Linked DNA regions of Mus musculus: region 1 is linked to region 2. A link is a contact called in public Hi-C data. All regions are on one chromosome and are shown on one strand. Each heading gives the region's core, a stretch centred on a gene start, on an enhancer-like site or on the middle of the called end of the contact. The rest is flanking DNA. Distances are from core to core; before and after follow the strand shown. Region 1 has its middle 37 kb from the start of Gm33895. Region 2 has its middle 38 kb from the start of Gm1667.

What was found. A called contact is a pair of places that touch in the nucleus more often than the background predicts.
Region 1: a Hi-C map of the N1E-115 cell line shows a contact between it and region 2, with 2.4 times the contacts expected there. The contact joins two enhancer-like sites. A contact is called at or near these places in 7 of 484 Hi-C or Micro-C datasets (the N1E-115 cell line and embryonic stem cells).

The regions. Positions count from the first base shown.
Region 1 is chr4:140,284,347-140,288,363 of GRCm38.p6, forward strand. No RefSeq gene overlaps it. Among named protein-coding and RNA genes, the nearest start is that of Gm33895, 37 kb to the right of the region's middle. Within about 2 kb of position 1,860, at least 28 of the 459 cell types and tissues checked have an H3K27ac peak or open chromatin away from gene starts, as enhancers often do. A contact at or near this core is called in the N1E-115 cell line, where this site is marked.
Region 2 is chr4:139,870,981-139,874,829 of GRCm38.p6, forward strand. No RefSeq gene overlaps it. Among named protein-coding and RNA genes, the nearest start is that of Gm1667, 38 kb to the right of the region's middle. Within about 2 kb of position 1,826, at least 11 of the 459 cell types and tissues checked have an H3K27ac peak or open chromatin away from gene starts, as enhancers often do. A contact at or near this core is called in the N1E-115 cell line, where this site is marked.

The DNA.
Region 1 (4,017 bases), core at 610-3,109, 410 kb after region 2:
CCCCTCCCCCCAGGCCAAGTCAGGGACTTTGCTTTGATATTATGTGTCACTTGCTTCCCCTACCAAAGGATAAGGGACAAAAAATTCCACCAACAAATACATATCCACAATGAGGAAAGCTTCAGATATACCCAAGCCACCAGTTATTATGTCAGCCCTGGTAGGGGGAGGGGAATGACATTTTTAGCTGAACAAAGGCTCAGCATTGGGATTTTCTCAGAGCCACACAGATCCTTGTTATGGGATCTGGATAAGAGGCATGAACCAGACTAGCTGCTGCACCCCTTATACATTGGGCCCTGACTATAGGGAAACTGAGGCCCAGGAGTAAAGCCAGAACCTCCCCAACTTCCCTCCAAGTGAATGTCAGCTACCTAAATAGCTCCGGTTATTTGGTTAAATTAATCCTCCGAGGAGCTGTGTAAATATAGTCAAGAAGGCAAGCACACAGGGATGCATATATATTTAACATGTATGCAGGCTGCGTTGCACCAATAAACAACTGAAGGCAAGCAGAGAGAAGATAAAAATACCAAACAGATCAGCGGGGGTGGGGGGTGGCTGTGTGCTGAGGTGCCATCAGAGGGTGCCATTGGTGTAGGAGTGTGTGAGGTCTCCTTCAGAATGCTATGATTGAAGAGACCAGCATCTTGGGCTTGAAGGATCTGTAGATGTGCACAGTGGAGAAAAGACATTGATTCCCCTAGGAGGGGCTCCACGGCTAGGCATATACTTGCTGCTTGACTGCTAAGTCCAAGCCCCACCATGCCTTGGGGAATCATACCAGGCTCACAGCACAAATATGCTTGTGTATAAATTGGTGGCAGCAATACTCCATGCCATGGTTCCATGATGTAGAAGGCACGTGTCACTTTGCCACATCAACTCTGGAGCCATTGACAGGCAATGCCCTTTGTCACTTGGAATTTCTGCAAGAACCTCGAGGGGATGTTGCTATTTTGATCCTCATTTGCAAGCAAAGCATTTCTGGTGCTCAGAGAGGTGACATAATTTTCTCAAGGCCACACAGCTAGTGGTAGAAGTTGGATTATACCCAGCCTTACCCCAGCCACCATTCCGATGTGTTTGTGCATGTGTGTATATGTGCATGTGTGTATGTGTGTGTGTGGGGGGGGGGTATATGGTTTCTTGTCTCCTTTTCCCAAGAGCCATCATTACAATAAGTTGGATGAGCTTACAATCCAACTTATTTTTAACATGGGTTCTGTGGATTAACAGGCCCTTCTGCTCTGGAGGCAAGTGCTCTACTGACAGAGCTACCTCCTTATGACTGGAAACCAGGTCTTAATGAAAATAATCATGTTAAAATGCCATTGAACTAAGCCACAGTCTCAGTTTGTTCAGTGCCTTTAGTAAAATGGGACAGTCAGATACACAGAAGGCAGCCCCTAGTCTGAGTGAATACCAGGCAAAGATGAGAGCAGACATCAGGAAACCAATGGAGTCAGACACTGCAAACAAGCTACCACAGGAGAGAGGCTGCAGCAGGTTCATGGTCTCAGCCGGAGCCAGTCTTATGGCTCAACACCTCCCTCTCAAGTGTCTGCCTCCAGAGGGATGAGGCAGCCTGTTTCAGCTTTTAGTTCCATAATGGTGCTTTGTCTGGGTTGCTGTAGACTATATCTTCAGAGAGGGTCAGGCTGAGAAAAGCCCGTGGTGCCTGCTGAATCCTAAACCCTCAGACCTCCAGGCAGAGGGCGCTGCCCTCAGATGAGAGGCCAGTTGCATCTCATATGATCTGTTGCCTTGGCAGCTACCAGGATGGAAATGGACAAAGAGGGATGGGGCTGGGTGAGCAGAGACCAGGCGCCTCACTGTCTGTGGATGATGTTGCCATGGTAACATCGTGATCTAAGAGGGAGCCAGAGAAAACTGAGATATGGAGGAATTTGGGGAGGACCAGGATGGATGTACAGGGGGTGAGATGAGGAAGGCCAAGGCTTCTAGAGTTTACCATGACCTGGACAGCATGCTGGCCACATGTGGTCCTCTGCATTTCCAGATTAAAGAGTTTAAGAGTCAAGAGGGGCCTGGAGTCCACGTCTGTAATCTCAGCACTTGAGAGGGGCTGAGGTAAGAGGACCACTGTGAGCCCACCAGCTTGGGCAACATAGAGAGTTAAAGGCCAGCTTGAGCTACACTGTCTCAAAACAACAACAAAAAGTAACTAAAAATAAAAACCCCATGCGATCCTTTGGGGTGTGGTGTCTTTACCTGTCATTTACAAATGTGGAGACTGAGGCCCAGCGGAGGAGCTTAGAGTCGGCCACACAACTGGAGGAGAGGAGGTAGATTCTAGGTAATTATTTACCTCCACATCCCCTGTCTTTCTGCTTCACCAGGCTCCTCTGGTACCCACAGAGTGATGCCTTGAGGGCCTTGGAAGAGACATTGAGTACCCAGCCTGACTTCAGTGGGAGGGGAAAACAAATGCAGGAATAGCAATCCCTGTCCGTGTTTTTAAAACTACTTGTTTGTATTTAAGAACAATACATGGCTGTTTAGTCACCCTGGGTCTCATGTAGCACAAACCAGCCTTGTCTTTCCATGTAGCTATTTAGCTTCTCAACTTCTTGCCTATGTCTCTCAGGTGTTCAGATTACAGGCATGCACCGCCCTGCCAGCTCCCTTTCATAGCTCAGTAAATCTAGGAGTTACTGACATGGGAGAACTCGGGCCCCCAGGGCCACCAGCCATGTGCTAAGCTACATCTGTCAGCCACCGAGCCAGACAGATGGAACCTAGCACCCAGCTTCCCAAGTTTAAGTCAGGATTGTTGCAGGCACCAGAACAAGTTGTAGTCAAGGGGCAAAGGCATGGCTAGACCCATGTCTATCCTGGGGTGACCAAAGCAGCCAACAGGGAGGCATTGGAGCCAAATCCAACATCAGATCCTGCTGCTGTGAGGTCAGACATCTGCCCCAGGACTGCAGTGCCTATGGCCTCATTATACAATAGGGAAAGCTTGGACTCTGAAGACCACCCCCCCCACACACACACATACCTCTCAAGTCCTGTCAGCTGACATGGACTGGAAGCATTAGGCTTGGTTGTAAGATATCCAGGAGCTGAAGTGAGTCCCATAAGCTGAAGTTACCTTGTCAGCTATCAAAAGATACCCCAGGACAGCTCAGAAATGGGTTTTCACTGGAGGGAATGAGTTCCCTGTCTGTGGAGGCATACAAGGTGAGCTGGAAGAGGTGTACCTTGTCAGTCATTTCTAACTGCATGCCCAAGCTCTGGGGCACTGTTACTCCTTGTTAGTGATAGATTCCCTTCCCTAATAAAGACATGTCTGGAGGTAGAAGCAGGACAAATCAACAGCTTAAAAGTGTCCCCCAAGGGATACTGGTCATCCCTACCCTAACCTGTTCCCCACACCCACACCCAGTCTGAAGGGAGAATCCCCCTTGGAGGAGTTTTTGACTACTGTTTCTCCCAAAAGGAAGGTATGTGGATCTGCGCGTGGTAAGGAACTGAGGAAGACCTTAATGAAATCACCGTATAGTTAGGAAAACTGTCCCGTAATGAGCATGCGAGCTGCATTTGCTTAAACACTTATTTATTTATAGCATACTGTGGCCATTCATTCTTGTAGGTTTTAGGGCTGTGGGGGATCTCAGATGTGGGGAGTGGAGGAGAATATAGCTGTGATGTCCCTAGTGAAGAGCCAAGCATAATGGGGAGTGGTGGGAGAAGGGCAGGGTTTCAGCACACTGGGAGTAGCCTCTCTGGGAGCATCCCTGACTGACAGCCAGGCTGTTCCCTGGGCTTGTGGTAGTACAGACACCTCAGGTGATGGAAGAGCTGAGTTGGACCATTGTATCTGCAGCCCCTTTCCTCCCAGACCTCCAAAACGGCTATTCTCAGTCTCCCTGGGCCTTCTCCCTGGGCCTTCTCCCTGCTACCTGGCAGAAGGCATCCTCCCACCTCCCCATGACCACCACCACGTACTCAGAGGAAAGGGGACCTGGCTGTAGTCCATACTTCTCAAGA
Region 2 (3,849 bases), core at 576-3,075:
TGGGGGAGAGCACAGTAGGTGAGCAGGTGTGGGGGAGAGCACAGTAGGTTAGCAGGTGTGGGGGAGAGCATAGTAGGTGAGCAGGTATGGTTGATGAACAAATGAATCTGCCGTGGCTGGATTTCCATGACAAGCCATGGAAAAGAAGTGAAGAAGGCAAAGACTGCAGAGGGTCTCTCCTATCTACCGCCAAGGGGCCAACCCGCTTCAAACATACAACTTCCCCTCTACCCAGGGAGGCTCAGCCAGTTTTATGTGGGCACAAGGCACCTTGTAGATGGTAATAATGCTGGCAAGATGGTAATGGTGAAGAAGATGATGATGGAGATAGTAACAGTGTTTACGGTGAGAATAGTAACGGGAGAGGGTGTGATGAGAGCAGTGGTGGAGATGATGATGGAGATGATGGAGAAGATGATGCAGATGATGATGGAGAAGATGGAGATGGTGATGGAGATGATGGAGATGGTGATGATAATGATGGTGGTGATGGCAGAAATGACAGTGGAGATGATGATGGGGCTTGTGGTGGCAATGAGGATGATGGAGATAGTGGAGATGATCCACTATCATCTCCACTATCTGAAGAAGTGATGAAGGAGGTGATGATGGAGATGGTAATAAAGATGGCAATGATAGTGAAGATGATGAATTAGCTCTTATTGCATGCTCTCTCTATCCCAAGACTTGGATCCCAGCTCTGTTGCGACCTAATAAATCACCTGTCTTCCACCCTCTCCACATCACTGTTTCTTACACTGTGCTTTGGGAGGGTTTTTTTGTTTGTTTGTTTTGAAATTGTTACTTCACTTGTAAAACTGAGTCCTGGCAGCACATGAGACCTGCACAGGACTAAGGAAGGAAGGAGGGGCACGGTGCGGACCCGCCTCCAAGACCCGCCTCCAAGACCCGCCTCCAAGACCCGCCTCCTAGACCCGCCTCCCAGCGCTGGCCACCCGTGGTTCAGCTCACATCAGCTCCTAGCCAGTCTGAGAAGCCAGTACAACGGCACACAGCATCCATCTCCCATGCAATCTCCATGGTTCCTCTCGCTGAGTGTGCCACCTTGTACAGATTCAAACACTCAGAGAAGCTAAGTGACCGGCCCATGGTCACACAGCCGCTGACGTTGGGTTTCTCGTTTCTCCTAATTAGCTAGCCCAAATTTCGTGGTCCAGACTGATCTCTATCGCAGTGGCCTCACATGCCTGGCTGACTGGGTTCTGCCCTGCGGCCTTTCTCTGCCAGGACTGGTCACATGGCAGTGGCTGGAGCTGGTACATCCCAGAGGCCTGGCACCCTCTCAGCCCCAGCTCAGGCTGAGCTCAAAGGGTATCTGATGGAGCATCCTACCTGTGGCAACTGGAACCGGGTAACAGGGCAGCCGAGGTGCGACTGTCTGAGAAGGCCAAGGCACTGGCAGACGATCTAAGACTGGAGGATGCCCACAGCCTTGGGACCTGTGCAAAGCTGCAGCTCTGTGTTCTGTGGGTCAGGATGAGAGCAGGCAGGTAGATTTGAGGGAAGAGAAAGTGACTTGCCCCTTGAGGAGAAGCTCAGAGATTACAGGCCCTTTATAATTAGCCTCGTTGGGCCCAGCTAGAGCCCGAGTATCTAAGCTCAAGGCTCTTCCATACTTACCACTCTGCACTGCCCAGTCTCTAAGGGTTTCCCTGTGGCCTCTCTCCAGTCTGTGCTGGAGAAAGTGGCCTTTTCTACATGTTAATCCTCTTGAGCTCAGACTCACTCTCCTTCCAGGTTCTGCTAGGGACCTGCAAATGGAACCTGATGCCAGCAGCCACCAGAGGGCAGCAGAGTCAAGGCTCTGCTGTGGCTGGGCTGTGGAGCCTCTCTTCTGGGGTCTCATGATCACCATGGTGGCCCAGCAGACTGCAGTAAGGGTCTGGCTGTGACCTTGGCCAGTCCCGAGGCTCCGTGTTCCTGATTGTATCAGGGAGTTGCTTGGCATCTGAAGCGAGTGGGGAACCCACAGAGGGGAGGGAAGGCTGGCTGGCGTCTCTACACTCGCAGGCCTAGACTCTGTCTCCTTGTATATACTGATGTGGGACCCCAGGCTCTGGGCTGAAGAGGGCTCGGCATCTCTCTGGGACCTACCAGTTGGACAAGGGAGGTTTGTGCTCCTGACTGAAACCTCCATTTCCTGACATATTCTTCCCAGTGAGCCAGTGGATGAAAACTCAGAGCCTACCGGGAATGGGGAGTGCACCCAGGCCTGCATCCCTCCCTAAAATTGCAAAAGAAGTGTGTGTGTGTGTGTGTGTGTGTGTGTGCGCAAACGTGTGTATGTGTGTATATGTGTATGCTTATATGTGTACATATATGTATGTATATGCATATATATGTACGTACATATACACAAGTAATATATGTATATATGTAATAGATACATAATTTTATATATATGTATGTATGTGCATACATATGCGCACATATACTATATATATGTATATGTATATGTGTATATGTGTATGTGTGTATGTGTGTATGTGTGTAGGTGTGTATATGTGTATATGTGTATATATATATATATATGTATATATGAAACAGAAATAAGATATGTGGATGATTTGACCTGGCTGAGCAGGTATGGGGACTTTGGAGTCCAGCTGTGGTCCCAGGGCAAGTCCTTAAGCCCACTGTTCCCTGAGGCTGTCTGCTCTTCTATCTGGTGATATTTGTCCCTTGGTCCTATGGTCATTGATATGTCTGATGTACCTGAGGATCCAGCCGGGCAGCTTGTAGACATCTTGACAGAAGTGACCATCCCTTATGGCAGGTGTCAAGTGTCATGACCGGTCTGGTTGACTCCTTTTCTTCAGACCGACCCCCACAAAGGAGAGGAAACTTGTCTCTAATTACAGGTGGGCAGGCTGAGACCGCTGAGCTTTAGACGGATGGCTGACAGCCATGATGTTCTCGGTGGCAGAGGCGGGATCTGAACCCAGGTTCAGGGGACTAAATGCTTTCCTACTCTACAGTAAATAGAGGTTGAATGAATTAATGAATTAATGAATGAGTGACTAAATGACTAATGAAGGGTCCTTAACCTGGTATCTTTGTTTCGTTTTGTTTTTACCGTTGCTGAGATAAAATACTCGGACAAGCTGAATGCGGTGGTGCTCACCTTTAATCCCAATACCTGGGAGGCAGAGGAAGGTGAGTCTCTGTGAGTTCGAGGCCAGCCTGGTCTATAAAGCGAGTTCTAGGTCAGCTAGGGCTACCTAGTGAGACCTCAGACAAAAACAACTTAAAGGAGAAAGGGTTTTACTTCTTTCAGCTCCCTGCTCAAGGTGCAGTCCATCAGAGTCAGGAGGCCGAGGCAGCTGGTCACCCTGGTCCTCAGTCAGAGGAAGAGAGAAGAACTAGAGCTCAACTCACTCTCCTTCCCTCATAGAGCCCGGGATTCCCTGCCTAAGGAATGGTACCGCCCACAGTGGTTGGGTTTTCCCACCTCAGTGAACATAATCAAGATAACCTCTCACAAACATGCCCAGAGGCCCTTTACCCAGGGGATGCTTTTATTTTTTATCTATTTAGTTTTATATCCCTATCCCAGTCACACCCTCCTACAATCTTTTCCCCAACCCTCCCCTTCTCCTCTGATCAAGTGGGGGCTCCCTGAGTATCCCCCCACCCTGACATATCAGGTCTCTGAGGGGCTAGGCGCATCCTCTCCCATTGAGGCCAGACAAGGCAGCCCAGCTATAAGAACATATCCCATGTACAGGCAAAGGCTTTTGGGACATCCCCCACTCCAGTTGTTTGCAATCCACGAAGACCAAGCTGTACATCTGCTGCATATGTGTGGGGAGACCCAGATCCAGTCTG